Linked DNA regions of Mus musculus: region 2 is linked to region 1. Evidence: chromatin contacts called from public HiChIP or PLAC-seq data. All regions are on one chromosome and are shown on one strand. Each heading gives the region's core, a stretch centred on a gene start, on an enhancer-like site or on the middle of the called end of the contact. The rest is flanking DNA. Distances are from core to core; before and after follow the strand shown. Region 1 holds the start of Celsr3 (cadherin, EGF LAG seven-pass G-type receptor 3). Region 2 holds the start of Plxnb1 (plexin B1).

Region 1 (3,602 bases), core at 765-3,264:
GTTGTCAGAGGACAACTTTGTGGGGTCGGTCTTCCACTCTTACATGGGATCCAGGGATCAAACTCGGGCGTTCAAGCTTGGACACCAAGCACCTTCACCAGCTGAACCTCCTTTAGGCTCCTCATTTTTCTCTTTCCAGGAAGTGCATTGGGAGCGACTACTGTGGGTTGGACACAGAAGTGAGGATATGTGAGAAAACAAGGTGAGGGAACGGCTTACCAACAGCAGCCACAAACGGGGGAAAAGTGGGAGACAGTCTCACGCCCGCAGCCGCCTCGAATGTCGTCTCTAGTAGACGCCACGGAGACGTCAAAGGTGGAGGCCAGTCACCAGCCCTGCATGAGGGGAAAACGGAACGATTTCCCTCAGCCAAGGTGCCTTACTTAACACATCTGCCCACGCGGCAAGAGCCGGGATGGCATCCTAAAAGTGCTGCTCAGGCAACTCGTACCGGAAGTCCAGATCCCTAAGGTCATTCAGGGGTCTCCTCTGTGATTCCAGCTGGTTTCCTCCTTGTTCAACCTGAGATTTGCGCTTTCCACTAGCTAGTCTGTGGACCCACAGAGCGGCGGGCGCTTCAAAACCAGGTCCCGCTCCTCTCTTCTCTAGTCAGGAACTACAATCCTACGGAGTACTTTCTTTAGTGCCGCTGTACATAGTCCACCTACACGCACAAATGGTGTATCTGTCACGGAACTCTGACTTGAGTCTTAAGACTTAACGACCCCAAACACTACAGCTGATACCCATGGGTCAGATCACAGCAGCCTCGTCCAGTGCAACCCGAGTGAGCCAAACCTCCCCGAAGCAAAGAAACCCAGGAGCGAGAGAATGCGTTGATTGGTTGCTGGTGATGTCATAGCTACCATTTGGGGGCGGGCCAGAGGTCTTGGCCAGGAGTTCTTGGACTGTTTGAAGTAGTAACCACTCAGCCGGGGGAACCGCACCCAGGGCAATGTTCTGGGGTCCTAGGCCTGACTCCTGTCTCGGTGTCAGAATGAATGAGTCCCCTGCACCTTGCGTTGCAGCTCATCACCGATGCCAAGTTTGGAGGCTGATCAATATAGCGCGTCTTTTGGATTATTTCTGCTGGCTAGCGTGGAACCCGCGAGGCCCTCCTACCTCCCGCATACAATGGAGTCCTCCGAGAGGGGCGGGGTCTCCCATTGTGCCAATAGAAACAATGACACTCTAATTGGAATGCGCCGCCTTTCTCTAGGATTCTGTGACGTCTGTTGCGCCACATCTAGCTATTGGTTGGTTGAGATGCGCGCGTGCCAGGAGTTGGACGGAAAGCTAGACTGGACCAGGACTAGGGAGAACTGAGCTTCTGTCGGGTTCTTCAAGGGGTTAAAGGATGCAGTTGTCGCAGGCGAGGGGGCGGAGATCTGAGGAAGCTGGGTCCACAGTTGTACAACCCTGGGTTCCACGTGGCATCTCAGAACACTGGAAAGAACCATAGCCTAGAGAGACGTGGTGTCTCTCCCAAGTCTGGGAGACCGCTAGTGACTCTCGTGGCGGAGAAGAGTTGGCTTCTCTTCCTGTCTCAGAAGGGTCGTTTTCAGATCCTGTTCTGTAGGAGCAAACAAGGAGATTTTTGCGACATGTTTCTCATAAGTTAAACTTGTTAATAAACAGTTAACGCTATTGTTTGAACCAGGCCGGTGTCTGGCCATTATTTTCACAGTCCCAGGATTCTATATGGTAACCCTTCCCAGACCGATGACAGCACATTTTCAAACCAAAATGGGTGTTAGGGCTCGGAACTAGCGCTCTAAAGGGAGACGAGATTCTCGGTCTGAAGAAAGACTAGGAAGCCACGCTGGAATAGCGCACTAGGATGAGAGGGAGGGCGGTGGCAGAGTAGCGGAGAAACTCCCAGCTCCGTTCAGCACCGTGGGCAGCACTTCTGTTCTCAATAAAGATGGCGGTAACGGCTTCAGTCGCCAGAACTGCCATGCGCGACGGGCTGTACCACCAGGTTTGGGGCATCGGGGCGGAGGTGGAGCAAACCATCGGAGCGGCCGGGAGCCATGTTGGAGCGTCGGGAGGCGGCAGCGGCGTCGGGGATGCTGTGGTGGGGGCGGCAAAAGCCGGGGCCGTATGCCAAAGGGGCTCTGGCCGCGGAGTAGATGGTGCCCAGAGAGCAGTGGCGGCGCGGAGCGACGGGCAGAGGGGCGGAGGGCCGGGGCGGCGGCAGGGGCCCAGGAGGGGGCCAGAGCAGCGGGGCGGGCCCAAGGCCCGGACCCGGGCGGGGGGCGGCGGAGGCCGTGACGGGAGGCGGGGGTGATGGCGAGGCGGCCTCTATGGTGGGGTCTCCCGGGACCGTCGACCCCGGTACTACTGCTCCTTCTCCTCTCTTTGTTCCCTTTTAGCCGGGAGGAGCTGGGGGGCGGTGGGGACCAGGACTGGGACCCAGGGGTTGCTACTACTACTGGGCCAAGAGCGCAAATCGGCAGTGGAGCCGTAGCTCTTTGTCCCGAATCTCCCGGCGTCTGGGAAGATGGAGATCCTGGCCTGGGGGTCAGGGAGCCTGTCTTCATGAGGCTCCGAGTAGGTAGGCAAAACGCCCGGAATGGTCGAGGGGCCCCTGAGCAACCAAACGCGGAGGTGGTGGTCCAGGCATTGGGTAGTCGCGAGCAAGAGGCAGGTCAGGGTCCAGGGTATCTGTTATGTTGGCACCCAGAGATCTCCTCTTGTGGGCGGACAGGGCCTTTACGAAGAGGTAGCCTGCCACTCGATGCTCTGTCCCCAGGGGATTCTGATCTGAGGAACAGCTCTCCTCACCCTTCAGAACTTCTGGCTCAGCCTGATGGCTCCAGGCCAGTGGCCTTCCAGCGTAATGCTAGGAGAAGCATCCGCAAAAGAGTGGAAACCTCTCGCTGCTGCGGGAAGCTGTGGGAGCCAGGACACAAGGGTCAGGGTGAGAGATCCGCGACTTCCACAGTGGACAGGGGACCCTTTCGGCGGGACTGCCTCCCCGGCTCTTTAGGATCTGGCCTGGGGGAGGATTCAGCACCACGTGCTGTGAGGACAGCTCCTACGCCGGGTTCAGCACCTCGCGAGTCTCGGACAGCTCCCGGGCGCATGCGCTCCCGCGGTCTCTTCCGCCGCCGTTTCCTCTTTGAGCGCCCTGGGCCGCGCCCTCCCGGGTTTCCGACTGGTCCTGAAGCCAAGCAAATACTCTCAACTAACCAGGCTCGTCCTCGTCGTGCTGCAAACCGCCACCCGCAGTTTCCTCAATACAACTACCAGACACTGGTACCTGAAAATGAGGCAGCGGGCACATCAGTACTGCGCGTGGTGGCACAAGACCCGGACCCAGGCGAGGCCGGGCGCCTCATCTACTCGCTGGCGGCGCTCATGAACAGCCGCTCGCTGGAGCTTTTCAGTATTGATCCTCAGAGTGGCCTCATCCGCACGGCTGCCGCTCTGGATCGTGAGAGTATGGAACGCCACTACCTTCGAGTAACAGCACAGGACCACGGCTCACCGCGCCTCTCAGCTACCACCATGGTGGCGGTGACAGTAGCTGACCGCAACGATCACGCGCCAGTGTTTGAGCAAGCCCAGTATCGGGAAACACTTCGTGAGAATGTGGA
Region 2 (3,602 bases), core at 358-2,857, 270 kb after region 1:
ACCAAAAAGCAAGTTGGGGAGGAAAGGGTTTATTTGGCTTACACTTCCACATCATTGTTAATCACTGACAGGAACAGAACAGGACAGGACAGGACAGGAACTCAAGCAGGGCCAGAACCTCGTGGAGGGGTGCCGCTTACTGCTCAGTATGCTTTCTTACAGAACCCAGGGCTACCAGCCCAGGGGGGCCCCACCCTCAATGGACTGGGACCGCCCCTGTCAATCACTAATTAAGAAGATGCCCTACAGGGGGATCTTATGGAGCGATTTCTCCACTGAAGTTCATTCTTTCAGATAACTCAAGCTTCTGTCAAGTTGACATAAATCAAGCCAGCACCCCACCCCCACCCCACCCCACGGGAGTCTGAGGGTGTGATGGTAGAGCAGCCTGGCATCAGCCCTTAGTGAAGTGGCAGATACGGAAGACGGCTTCCCCCGATTTAGAGCCCTCTAACCTTAGAGGCTTCCAGGTGACGTATATGCAGTTTTTCCCTTTCTGGACACTATGCCAATGGCCTTGAGCCAAAGTCCTTCAAAAGCCCTCAGGATGGGTCAGGTCCTGGCTCCACAGATTGCCATTGGCAAGCCCGGGTGTGAACCGCCCTGCATAAAGCCCTCAGGAGAGAACCTCTGCCCAGGGTTTCCTTCCCAGAAAGACCCAGGTGTTTTCCAAGGAGGGAGTCCAGACTTGCTCAAGGCTTCTGAGTTCTGCATGGCTCCAGGTACAGGCCGTGGAGGAGGGAAGGAAATAAGACCCTACTTCTGCACCTCACAGCCAGTATGCCCTGCTTACACAGTTCAGCTTTGGTGGTATTACCCCCTATTAGTCAGGGAGCAAAAAGGTCGGGGTGTGTGTGTGTGGGGGGGGAAGGGGTGTCAGGTTACATGGCTTAGTGATGGCGCAAACTCAGGTCCAAAGCCCGGGCTCTCTTCAAACAGCCAGGGGTGGGGGCCGGAAGGAGAGGTTGGGTGTTGTGGAGTATTGAAAGAAGGAAAGGTGGGCAGGGCCAGGTGAGAAGAGGAGAAGCTGGCGTCTAGGAGACCAGGTGAAGAAAGTTGGGGGGAGAGGATGGCTCCAAGGGCCGGGATCTAGAAGGGAATGAGGGCGCTCCGGGCGCTGGGCGAGGTGCGTTGGGGATAGTCAAGATGGTGGTTATGGAACAGGCAGAGCAGGTGTGGGGCACAAGTCCCTCGAACTCTGGCAGGACGGGGAAAGGCTCCAGTGCTGTATCTCAACGCCCAGGTAATAAGGCTCGCAACCATGGCCGTAGCCTCTTGGTCCTAAGCGGCGCGCAGGTGAGGCCCGGCTGGGCGGGGCGGACCGCCCACGCTCCCGGCTCCGCTCCTCACCCTACACGTCTGCGTTGCCATGACTACCGCCCGGGCGCTGCAGCCCCCATTTAATGAGAGGGGTTGATCACCCCCCCAGGCCCTTCACAAACTCGGATCCCGCGGGACCGGAATGCGGGGTCCCGGATGGCTGGGGCCGCGTACCCCGTTCTCCCGGCAGCTTCCGGCCTGGTCCGGGCGGCGCGCGGGGGGAGGGCGGCCCGACGGGCGGGGGGTGGGGGGGTGGAAGGAGCGGAGCCCGGGCCGGCCGACGCGGCTTTGTCTCCTTTGTTCCCAGCGGAGGCAGCGCCGCGGCGGGAGGGGCGGGCGGCGGGCGCAGTTTTTTCCGCCCCTCGGTCTCCGGGTAACAGCTGCGGCTCCGCCAGACCCACCTCCGAGGGGAGGGAAGGCCGCCGCGCGCAGATCTGAGCTAGCCCGGAGCTGCGGGCGGACGCCTCGCCGCGCGCATCCCGCAGGAGGGTCGGGCGGTGAGTTGCGAGACTTGGGCAGGGAAGGCGGGGTTGCAGGCGAGAGCCGCGCGCACCCAGGTGGAACGGCCCGAGGCCTCGATCCCGCTGGGCACAGGCAGCCGGAGTGGTGTCTCCGGTGGGTGGCTTCGGTCCTCAGAGTTGGGACCACACTCGCGCGCGCGAAGGCAAACTCTGGCGGCACCGCCTGTAACGCGATTGGGAGACAGAGGAGGTGGAGCTGCTCCTCCGCGCCCCCTCCTCGCTGCCGCCACCGCCGCTTTCGGGACCGGCCGGCCCCTTCCCCGCCCTCCCTGGGCCACTGGTGGGGTCTTTGTCCCGTGGAGCGGCGGAGGGAGGAGGGTTGAGGATGAGTCGAAGCAAGGAAGTGGAGGCTTCCCCATAGGATAACAGATCTTTCAGGCAGAGACTGACAAAGGAGGACCACGAGCCTTTTAACACTTGGACTCTGTCTCGGTACCCACACACCCAGCCGGTGCTTGACGAGCGCCTTAATTTATGGCGGGTGTCTGGTAAATGATGGCTCCCTTCCACCCTACTCAACATCCAGACGGCAGGTGTGTAGTGCACACCACTTCACTGTCAAAAAGTAACTCTCCCTTTTAAGTGGATACTGGGATAGGGGCGGGAGTGTGGGTGGCCGAGCTCAGAAAGGGAAGGCCAGTTTCCCCCAACTCCCAGACAAGTGCAGATGTGGAAGGGGCTGAATTTGTGAGTCTTCTTGGTTGTGAGAGCAGCTGCAGGAGAGGGTTAGGTGTTGCTTGTCCTTTGCAGAAGTCAGGCAACCAGTCTTGGGCCCTGCCGTAGGGTTTCGGGGAGTGTGGGTTCTAAAGAGGCCTATGGGGCAGGCCTGGGCACAGGCAGAGTTAGTTAGACTTTGGCGATGAGCCTGGACAGCCTGAGATGTGGGGAGTTAGGGAGGAGATACTGGCAGTGCAAGTTAGGGACGTGAGGCTTGGCTCCAAATAAGCCCTAGTCCGATCATTAATAAAACTGGGCCGATTCCTCGGCTTTTGAGATGCTAAGAGGCTTGAAAGCGGAGTGTGAGCTCCATATTACCCCTCTAGTCTGGATCTCCTTGGCAGTGAAATGGGGGCTCTGTCACCATGTAGGGAACACCTGCTCTGCGTTGGGTCTGCTGGTTACTGGAGCCTTCTTATAAAAAGCAGGTACTCTCTGCCTTTAAAGAGCTCTTGTCTAGGGTGGGAGGACGGAACAGAAGAAAATGGTCTCGGGGCCCACTCATGCCAGGTACACCCCAGAGGAGTCCTTCCTCCCCTCCCACTAATGGGAAATCTGAGGCTCAGAGCCCAAGGAAGAGCAGGATAGATAGGTCAGGCCTGGTAGCTGGGCGTGTCCATTTCATCTACCACACAGGGTTACCTCCTCGGGAGCCGGAGAGGCCTCAGGAGGCTCCTCAGGGAGGTGATGGCAGGGTGTGGGAGGTAATGGGAGACAGAGGGAGTGGGCATTCCAGGCTGAGGGAACAGCCCTTGTATTGGCAGGGAGGAACAGAAGAACAAGCCTGCAGTTTAGGCTGGAACGAGGGGCATGTGTGGGGGAGGGTGTGGGGGAGAGGGTCTTGACCTTTCTCTCTTCAGCCTGAGGGTACCCCAAAAGCCTGAGTGTGTGCACTCCACTGTTGTTTAACAAAATTCCAGTGAGGTCCTCATAGGGACTAGAGATGCCTCTGTGGCGTGTAGCTGACGTCCAGTGAAATCTGTGTGCTAATGTGGAGGAGAAAAATGTCAGTCTCCTTTGTCCTTCCCTGCCCGTGGTATGCAG

What was found. HiChIP or PLAC-seq counts read pairs in DNA pulled down with a chosen protein or histone mark.
Region 2: a contact with region 1 is called in an H3K4me3 HiChIP or PLAC-seq map of embryonic stem cells, with 17 read pairs. The contact joins the promoter of Plxnb1 here to the promoter of Celsr3 in region 1. A contact is called at or near these places in 2 of 39 promoter capture datasets (embryonic stem cells and liver), 3 of 484 Hi-C or Micro-C datasets (all in embryonic stem cells), 6 of 115 datasets of contacts at active chromatin or transcription factors (craniofacial prominence, embryonic limb bud and embryonic stem cells) and 2 of 9 other capture datasets (liver and pancreatic islet).

What each region holds. Positions count from the first base shown.
Region 1 is chr9:108,824,031-108,827,632 of GRCm38.p6, forward strand. It overlaps Celsr3 (cadherin, EGF LAG seven-pass G-type receptor 3), which reads left to right and starts at 2,015. Exons shown (of 36, transcript NM_001359572.1): 1 at 2,015-3,602. The coding sequence starts at 2,290. Gm35025 (a long non-coding RNA gene) reads right to left here and starts at 2,090. Exons shown (of 2, transcript XR_871161.3): 1 at 452-2,090; 2 at 1-335.
Region 2 is chr9:109,093,829-109,097,430 of GRCm38.p6, forward strand. Plxnb1 (plexin B1) reads left to right here and starts at 1,608. Exons shown (of 38, transcript NM_172775.2): 1 at 1,608-1,817. Gm7628 (predicted gene 7628) reads right to left here. Exons shown (of 2, transcript NR_168955.1): 2 at 14-2,004.